Regions from separate parts of the Mus musculus genome. Here region 1 is linked to region 2. A link is a contact called in public HiChIP or PLAC-seq data. All regions are on one chromosome and are shown on one strand. The core of a region is the stretch at or near the end of the contact, and the rest is flanking DNA. Distances in the headings are between cores, read along the strand shown.

Evidence for each region. HiChIP or PLAC-seq counts read pairs in DNA pulled down with a chosen protein or histone mark.
Region 1: a FOXA1 HiChIP or PLAC-seq map of pancreatic cancer cells shows a contact between it and region 2. The contact joins the promoter of Ndufb8 here to the enhancer-like site in region 2. A contact is called at or near these places in 13 of 39 promoter capture datasets (the 3T3-L1 cell line, 3T3-L1-derived adipocytes, the C10 cell line and 8 more), 13 of 484 Hi-C or Micro-C datasets (3T3-L1-derived adipocytes, the C10 cell line, CD4 T cells and 10 more), 7 of 115 datasets of contacts at active chromatin or transcription factors (the NIH/3T3 cell line, effector CD8 T cells, embryonic hindbrain and 4 more) and 2 of 9 other capture datasets (adipose tissue and liver).

Annotation. Positions count from the first base shown.
Region 1 is chr19:44,552,330-44,557,400 of GRCm38.p6, reverse strand. Ndufb8 (NADH:ubiquinone oxidoreductase subunit B8) reads left to right here and starts at 1,959. Exons shown (of 5, transcript NM_026061.3): 1 at 1,959-2,084; 2 at 2,344-2,470; 3 at 3,633-3,732; 4 at 4,548-4,703. The coding sequence starts at 2,000.
Region 2 is chr19:44,313,272-44,318,006 of GRCm38.p6, reverse strand. No RefSeq gene overlaps it. Among named protein-coding and RNA genes, the nearest start is that of Mir5114, 12 kb to the right of the region's middle. Within about 2 kb of position 3,311, at least 328 of the 459 cell types and tissues checked have an H3K27ac peak or open chromatin away from gene starts, as enhancers often do. A contact at or near this core is called in 3T3-L1-derived adipocytes, CD8 T cells, the NIH/3T3 cell line and 15 more, where this site is marked.

The DNA.
Region 1 (5,071 bases), core at 710-3,209, 240 kb before region 2:
GTAAATGTACAGAGTGTACAGTAGATTATCATTTATTCATAAAAATGATATATTAATATATATTGGGATATATTCACATTATGAGAAAGAAGATAGATACAAAGTCCACATATTATAAGAAGATTCCATTTTTATACATATACTGTGTCTTAGGGTTTTACTGCTGTGAGCAGACACCATGACCAAGGCAACTCTTATAAAGGACAACATTTAATTGGGGCTAGCTTACAGGTTCAGAGGTTCAGTCCAGTATCATCAAGGCAGAAACATGGCAGCCTCTAGGCAGGCATGGTGCAGGAGAAGCTGAGAGTTCTACATCTTCATCTGAAAGCTGCTAGCAGAATACTGGCTTCCAGGCAGCTAGGATGAGGGTCTTATAGCCACACCCACAATGACACACCTACTCCAACAGGGCCACACCTTCTAATCATGCCACTCCTTGGGCCAAGCATATACACACCATCACATACTGCTTAGGCAAAAACATAGAAACAGAAAGTAGATTAGTGTTTGCCAATGTGTGGAAGTAGAGGAATATGCTAATTGGTATGAGATTTCTCTGGGGCAGTGATGAAATGTTTTAGATCTAGATAGAAGTAATAGTCACACACGTTTGTAATATACACTTAAAAATCATTATACACTTCTCCCCCACCCCACCCCCGCCACAGTCTCACATAGCCCAGATATGCCTTAGACTCATTATGTAGCCCAGGCTGGCCTTAACTCCTGATTTTTTTTTTTTTTGTCTTCATTTCTCAAGTGTTGACTTTACAAAAGGCATATACCATCACATAAGAGTACACTGTGGGGCTGGAGAGATGTCTCGGGGGTTAAGAGTACTGGCTGTTCTTCCAGAGGACAGAGGATCCAGGACCAGCGTTCAATTCCCAGCACCTGAATGAAGGCCAACAATCCACGGTAACTGTGGATTCTTTGAAACTCCAGTTCCAGGGGGATCTGCTGCCCTTTGGTCTCCTCCACTACCACATGCATGTGGAGTGCAAACACACATGTGGGCAAAACACCCATACATATAATTTTCTTCTTAAAAAAGAATATGCTATGTTCTATATAAACAATATAAAAAAAAAACAAATGAATAACCTATACCAACATTGCTTTTAAGCAACATGAGATCAGGGTTTGCTATTAGTTAAATGCAGATGCTGTCAAATTAATTCTGATGATGTCTAATGATACTACAAGAGGATAAAATGCACTGCAGTAGGCCTCCCCAAATCTATATGTTGAATAGTACACGCCTGTGTTTGTCGATCTGGTATACATTTGAGAAGGGATTCTATTACAGTAATTGTGTCTAAAGAGTTGATGGAAATACGTGCATACTCAAAATGTGTAATATATCCAAACCCTACTTGTACAAATAAAACGAAAACTTAATAGTATGCAAACATGTCTCCCAGTCTGTGTTAAGAGTTTGTTAATTATGGTCTTTCTGTTTGAAATCTGTTTTTTTTTTTCCTGAAAAATGGGAGGTTTGGGGCTGGGTCAGGCGAGCCGCCTCCAGTAATCGGCTTGGTTTTTGTATTTGTTGGGTTGAGGTGATTGAGACATTTAGATGAACTGAGACAACTTTGAGTATATAAGGAAAGAGATTTGGAGAAAGGATCAAACAAAACCAAGAGCTAAATGTGAAAAAGGACTGTGTGTGAGGACAGAAGGCTGGTTTTACTTTGCACAGCGGTCTGAGATATTCGGCTGGCGCAGCCCCGAAAGGGCCTCAGTCGGTTGAAGGCGAAAAGGAATACAGTAACTTGCAATATCAAGTAAGCAGTAGCTTTGTTTTCTCTCCTTGCTGTCTGTCCTGGCACCTCATCAGCCGCTCACCGTCCAGGCTCTACAGCATATTTAAATAAAGCCCGCCCAGCTTGATGCCGGGACTTCTGCGCTGGCTTCGGAGATCGCCGTTTGGCCCGACTCAGCCACCGTGACCCGCTTTTGCGCATGTGCAGAGTGAACCGCGGAGAAGGTGAAGATGGCTGCCGCCCGGGCTGCGGCCCTGGGAGTCCGATGGCTGCAGAGGACAACCCGGGGCGTGGTGCCACTGGAGGCACGGAGAGGTCTGCACGGTGTGGGAAGCGGGTGCCTGAAGTTTACTGCTTCGGGATGGAGGCATCCTTGGGACGGTGGCGGAGGTGTCCTGGCTGGGGGTAAGGGGTGGGAGGTCGCGGTGGATTCGTGTGCCCAAAGAAGGGATACAGGGTTGCTGTAGTCCGGCAAGGTGCGAAACGACAGCCTCTGCAGTCACTGCGGCTTAGTCCTTTCTGGGTGGGCGCCTAAAGCACCGTGTCCATCTGACCTGCATCCCTCTGCGTCCAGCCTTCCATATGACCAAGGACATGTTGCCGGGGTCATATCCTAGGACCCCAGAGGAACGCGCCGCGGCCGCCAAGAAGTATAACATGCGAGTGGAAGACTACGAGCCATACCCCGATGATGGCATGGGGTGAGTGAGGTAGAGGACTCGGGTCAGGAGCGGTGAAGGCGGTTGGATTGGGTGGTGCGACCCAGGCGTTTTCTCCCGGATCCTTGTAGTGACCCCTCAGAGTCATTAGTGCGGGTGCTTTTCTAGGTTGGGGGAGGTGGGAGTGGGTGGCTGAGCCGCTGCAGCCGAGAAGACTTCCATTTTTTTTGCTTGGCTCAGGCTGTTTGCTCAAATGAGGAAGCCGAGGTTATCATAGCTCCCTCGAGGACTCCAGAATAGTGAGATTCTTCCATGGCTCCATCCAGAGCACTGCGTTTCATTTAGATTGAGCATCTGCTGGGCTCAGGTGCTGACCAGGCGGGAGCTGGACCCCTGTCCTGAGAACCTTGCTGAGGTTGGGGTACTCTATATTTGTGTATGTCTGGCTTTTTTGGGGGAGGGGGTTGTTTGTTTGTTTTTTGCCATTAGGCATATGAAAATGTCACTGATGGTTAAGCAGATTACACTCCATGTCAGCCTTCATTCTTCAGTTGGTGTTAGTCCCTTCTGGCCCTCTATCTATCCCCTGTAACAAAGTTAATTATGAATAGTGGTTAAACATCATCGTCACTTCCTGTGTTAGCATTTTTCTTTTCTTTTTATTTTCCAATCATTTTTTTGACACGTGTCCAGTTTCCATTGTCTGTTTTTTACTTTGTTGTGGACTAGAACAGCCTGGGCAGTAGTCTGTATAAGGTGACCTTGGATTTTTAGGGGGGAAAACCAAGTTAAGGGAGACCTCCAAGGAGGTGTTTGAAGCATGAGGGTATACATCAACTTGTGGTTAAGAAACATAGTAGCTATGGAGAAGAAAAGCCTTTTCTAATGTGTACCTATTTTGTTTTATCCAACCAATATGGGTGTAGTTGATTGCTAAATTCCCTTTAGTTCTGAGTTGTGTGACTTTTCTTTGTAAGAGAAGATAAGGCCATATTGTTTCAGGATTTGACATAACCTCTAACTATATTTTGGACCTCTTTGGTTCTGTGCTTAGTGCTAAGACATCTTGATTTGGGGGCAAGTTCTTCTATTCTAAGTGATGTAGTTATATATATGTCGATTTGTTTCTGATCTTTGGGGCGAGGGCTTTGAATTGTCAGGGACTACCACAGCCCTTTCCAGAGGTTCTCGCTGTCTCTCTCAGGTATGGCGACTACCCGATGCTCCCCAACCGATCACAGCATGAGAGGGATCCGTGGTATCAGTGGGACCACTCAGAACTCAGGATGAACTGGGGTGAACCGGTGAGAAAAGGATTACCCTTCCCTTCCTCTCATTTCCTTGTGTTTTCTCGGGGTGTTTTCCTCAGTGCACATGGTGCTTTTTTGGCTAAGCTTTTCTGCTCAAGGGAGCAAGGTCCAGTGATCTGAGACCTGAAGTTCTGCATATGGTACACAGGATGGAACTTACCGGCATACCCAAAGCCCTGTGTACTGTGACCATTGTGCGGGTCATGCTTGACCTACTACCTTTGCTGGAGCCAGCATTCCTCTTTAAGGCTGGCCCTTGTGTGTCTTGGACCTGGCTCAGAATATTGCCCTAAGAAGGGTATTGCTTCTTTGAAGCCTTGTATCAGGCTCTGTCCATTCCAGATTGCCTGTGGTCTTAGTTAGGATTTCTGTTGCTATGATGAAACACCATGATCAAAAAGCAAGTTGGGAAGGAAATGATTTATTTGGCTTACACTCCCATATCACGGTTCATCTTTTAAGGGAGTCAGGACAGGAACTCAAACAGGTCAGAAGCTGGAGAAAAGAGCTGATGCAGACGCCATGGAAGGATGCTGCTTACTCGCTTGTACCCTGTAGCTTGCCCAGCCTGCTTTCTTGTAGAACCCAGGACCACCAGCCCAGGGATGGCACTGCCCACAGTGGGCTGGGCCCTCCCCCCTCAATCACTAAGAAAATGCCTTACAGCTTGATCTTATAGAGTCATTTTTCTCAACTGAGGTTTCCTTCTTTCAGATAACTCTAGGTTATGTCAAGTTGACAAAGGACTAGCCAGAACACCTGTCTTTTGCAAGGACAGTTTGTGACAGTTATGTGCCTTTCTGCCACAGATACACTGGGACCTAGACATGTACATCAGGAATCGTGTGGACACGTCACCTACCCCTGTGTCCTGGGATGTCATGTGTAAACATCTCTTCGGCTTTGTGGCTTTCATGGTTTTCATGTTCTGGGTAGGGCACGTGTTCCCTTCCTACCAGCCTGTGGTGAGTATCTCATGTGCTCTCTGAAGCACATTCGCCTCCTTTCCTGAGGGAGTGAAGTTGCTGGGGTAGGAAAGTAGCCAGTGCCAAGTTTGGCTTCCTAGAGTTTTAGACAAGAGAAAGATGAAAGGCCTGACCCTCCCGCCCAACAGGCGTCAGAGCACTGCTCTGCCCCCCACTGCATGGACCAGATAACCGAGGAGACAGACTTGAGCACTAACTAGTGGCTGAGAATGTGGAGGCTAACCTTCAGTTTCCATCTGAGGACAGTCATCACCACTTATACTTTAGTAGTAACCAAGGACTCTGGAGCTGAAAGCTCATCCGGTACTGAACAGTGAAGGGCACTTTCTGCAGGGTACTGGAAAGAG
Region 2 (4,735 bases), core at 2,062-4,561:
TGATTTCTCTTGCCACCCCCAAACACACTTTCCTCAGAACCCCTCTCCAAGCCTAGGCTGATCTTTGGCAATAGATGCTATTCCAAAGAAGGGGGAGGGGGGTGCTTCAGACATCCAGGAAGAGCCGGGAGTGGTGGTGCACGCCTTTAATCCCAGCACTCAGGAAGCAGAGGCAGGCAGATTTCTGAATTCGAGGCCAGCTTGGTCTACAAAGTGAGCTCCAGGACAGCCAGGGCTATACAAAGAAACCCTGTCTCGAAAAAAAAAAAAAAAAAAACCAAAACCAGACATCCAGGAAGGATATCAGAGAAGAAAAGGGAGCGCACCAGCGAGTCAGACACACCTCAAGTGCACAGGTTCCCCAGCAGTGGGCTGAAAAACGGAAGTAGCCTTCAAAAGGTAAACCAGATGGCCCTGACAAGGAGAGGCCGGCAGTTCTACCCCCAAGACAAACCCACAGCTCTCTCAGGCCTCCAATCCAGCTGTGGACTCCTCTCTCAGTCAGGTAAAGAGTAATCCCATTCTCTCCCTCTTCCCCTCCCTCTCCCTCCCCCTCCCCCTCCCCCTCCCCCTCCCCCTCCCCCTCTCCCTCCCCCTCCCCCTCCCCCTCCCCCTCCCCCTCCCCCTCCCCCTCCCCTTCCCTCTCTCTCTCTCTCTCAGCACATATGAACTAGATAGGAGCATCAGGCATCATTTTAATGGGTAATTTATTTGAAACCGAGCTACTCTAGAGTCTTGAGATCAGGAGTCCCCCACAGCTCAGGGGACCTCAATGTTTGGCCTGCCACAGGAACATGAGGCAGTTGTGCAGAAGCAAGGGGGCCAGAGGAAACTAAGCTCAAATTACATAGAGAAAGGATGGGTGGCTGGACGCAGTTCTCTGCCACATAGAATGACCCTGGAGCTTAATAGCTCTGAGCTTGAGGCCAGCGGGTGGGTAAGTCTCTGGAGTTGATCCTCTGCCTCTCTGGAGTCAATCCTCTGCCGCTAACTGCCACAGAAGCCAAAAGTTCAAGGAGTGTGCATGACACTTACAGCTGCACCCTTCCATCAGGGTGGTCAGTATGCAGGAGGTCTGGAAGGCACAAAGGCAGGCACCGTTCTCACTGCTGTGGTTTGTATCCACACCAGAAGAGGACATCAGATCCCATTACAGATGGTTGGGAGCTACCATGTGGTTGCTGGGAATTGAACTCAGGATCTCTGGAAGAGCAGTCAGTGCCCTTAACCAGTGAGCCATCTCTCCAGCCCCTGGGTTTTTGTTTTTAAGTCTTATTCCCCCCTTTGACATTTATCTACTTCATGCCCCACCCACCCACCCCCACCCACGCTTCTTTTAGGGGCCAGGGAGATAGCTCAGCTGTTAAGAGCACTTGTTTCTTTTGTAGAGGGTTTGATCCCCAGTGCCCACATGGCAGTTCACAACCATCTGTAACTCCAATTCCAGATGATCTGACAGCTTCTTCTGCCTCTTTGAGCACCAGGTACAGACATACACGCAGGCAAAGCATCCATATACGTAAAATTAATGTGAATTAAATCTTTAAAGGGCAACACCTTTTTATACTGTTGGGTCGTCTTTGTGTTTGTTCTTTCTCTTTATTTTTTCCCCAGTCTCCTGCTCTTTTCCCTCAACAGCCTCTCCCTCCTCTTCTTTCTCCTTCTTTCATCCATTGTCTCTCTAGTCTTTCCCTTTCTCTACCCACTGTCTTCATCCCATTCACTCATTCTTCCCACGTGCTCCTTAAATAGCTTTTAACTTCCTAACAGTCTTTTTTATTTATTTTACTCGCTCTGTAGACCAGGCTGGCCTCGAACTCAGAACTCCACCTTGCTCAGCCTCCCGAGTGCTGGAATGAAAGGTGTGCACTAGCTTCACTTCCTAACATTCTAAAGTAGTTTTTAACCATCTTCAGTTCCATGATCATTGGCAATACATTAGCAGGCATTGAAGAAATAAATAAACTCCTAGTCATAGAGGACTCACAAAATCAAGCCAAAAGGACATAAACGATTAAAATGGATTCATAACAATCAACAAGACGGCTCTTACTCCTCACTCCTCTCTCTTTTTGTCTTCTCCTCTCCTCTCTCTCCCTCTTTATTCTCTAGCCTTTCTTCTCTCTCTTTTCTACCTTCTCTCTTTCCCCCTGTCTTTCTATAATAAAGCTCTAAAATCATTTTTTTAAAAAGTCAACAAGACTGAGACAGTAACCAAAAGTTTCCCCAAAAGTCAAAATGTAGCACCAGACTGACTCGTTGCCGAGTTTTATCAAATCTTTAAGGAAGAGGTAATAACCAAGCTCCTTAAACTGTTTCATATGGTATACAGAACACTACCAAGTTCACCCTGCCAAGTCTGCATTACCTTGATATAAAAACTGGTTCAGAGCACACACATTTTTAAAAAAGAAAATTGTCAGCCGTTTTTTCCCCTGATGAACATGGAGACAGAAAAAAAAAATTCTCAATGCAATTCTTGCAAGCCACATTTAAGGGCACGTTAAGATTATGTGTGGTGATTACTGCCTTTAATCCCAGCAAACTTTGTACAACTCCCACTCCCGTGTTAAATACTAACTTCCCGCTCCCAGTCCAAGCCTGCTTTGTTTCAAGCTTCTTATTTTAAGTTGGTGCAGAGGCTGCCCCTGCAGAGCGACTCGAGCTAAAAGCCTGTCATGGGTGCCCCTCCCACCCTGCATCCACTTCACCATTCCAGCATCTGAATGTCTACTCTGCTCCAAAAATACTTTTCAGATGTGTCCTTCCTTTTCCTTCCCCATGCCCCCATCGGAGTCTTTTCAAAGCCTGGAATAAGGCTTCCAGCCCCTGTGGTCCCCTCTGCTATCACAGTAAGTTTCTTAAATATCGAGATTTCCAGACTCTCACCGCCTCCCCTGCATTTTCTCCTCCCACTGCCCACTCCACGCCCCTTCATGCCTGCTGACATCAGCCTGGAAAGTTCCTGATCACATTAATGCTGTGCTTTTCGGAGTGCTCTCCTCTACACCATGACCCAATCTGAGGTCTGTTTTGCTAAGTCCTAGCTCTGCCTCCTCCTCCATAAGCGTTTGCACTACGTAGATGGAAAAAAACAAAACAAAAAAACAAAAAAAAACGTGCGCTGCTTTGCCAGCACACACCCCCACCCCCTTCCTTGGCGAAAGCTGGCGACCAGAGCCCACATTCAAGGTCCGGGGAGCGGAGGCGGGGGGGGGGGGGGGGGTTGTGAGGTCAGGGACTGGGCTAGCCTCCATCTGTGACTGCAAGGTACACCGGCTAGCTTCAGGAGCAGCGCATCCTGATTGGAGCGATGCGTGCAGAGCCCGGTGAGGCCGCTGATTGGCTGCGAGGGGTCAGGCGCTTTGGGCCTGGTGAACGCGAGTGAATCTGGGGCCAATGCTAACCCAGAGTAACCCCGGGAGGGGCCCGCACGCCTGACCCTTGCTTTTCCTCACCCTAGCTGGACCTCTCCCGGGCAGGCACTGGCAGAGGGCCAGGACTGGAGGAAGAGCGTTGCATGTTGCTTCTATTTCAGGCACTCAGCTTAACCTGAGTTGGAGTTTGGTAGGGCTCCATGTACGGTCACCAGGACAGTAATTTATGATGTCACAGGGCTGTGTATGTGTGTTTGGCCGCAGTGGGGTGGGAGGTGCGTTAGTGATCCAGGGAGGTAGCCACACTGCCTGCTCCTGGAAATGGCGAGGTTGGAGGCACGGTTTGAGGCTTTGGCTAAAGCAATCTTGCTACTGGAAGCAGAGCTTCTACTTTACTCCATGGGGTCTGGCCTTCCCCGAAAGCAGAAAGAAAAAAGAAAAAAAAAAGGAGAAATGTTATGGTGAAGGGTGGGTGACACTGTCCATTACTGCTGTTGAAAACTGTTTACTCAAAAAAAAAAAAAGTTAAACAGAATTATTACAGAAGAAATCCCATTCCTGTGTACACAAATCGACAGAGAGCAAATGCTAGAATATACACACACAAATGTGCAGAGCATACTATTCATAGAAGCCGAAAGGGGGGGACAACTCAACTGCTCCCCATAAATACAATGGACTGTTAATCATAATGAGGAGTTAAAAACTGATTTGTGCCAGTGTGAAAATGTTAGGAATCGATCAAAGAAGATAAATCAAAGAAATGACTTAGACACAGATTTAAGCCAGTAGAAAGTCTATTAGCTGGCTGGTACTTACAGACTTGAGCCTTTCTCGGGGTGAGATGTTTGTTTTTAATTATTATTATTATTATTATTATTTTATTTATTTATTTATTTATTTTTTTGGTTTTTCGAGACAGGGTTTCTCTGTGTAGCCCTGGCTGTCCTGGAACTCACTCTGTAGACCAGGCTGGCCTCGAACTCAGAAATCTGCCTGCCTCTGCCTCCCAAGTGCTGGGATTAAAGGCGTGCGCCACTACGCCCGGCTTATGGCATTTTTTTTGTATTTTTTTTTTTTAATATGAGTACACTGTAGCTGTCTTCAGACACACCAGAAGAGGGCATCGGATCCCATTACAGATGACTGTGAGCCACCATGTGGTTGCTGGGAATTGAACTTAGAACCTTGGGCAAAGCGGTCAATGCTCTGAACTGCTGTTCCATCTCTTCAGCTCTCTCAGGGCAAGCTTTTAAGCACACACACACACACACACACACACACACACACACACAATACAAAACATGTCTTTGTTTGACACATTTAGCAAGAACAGTTAGCCAGAAGGGGAACTACAG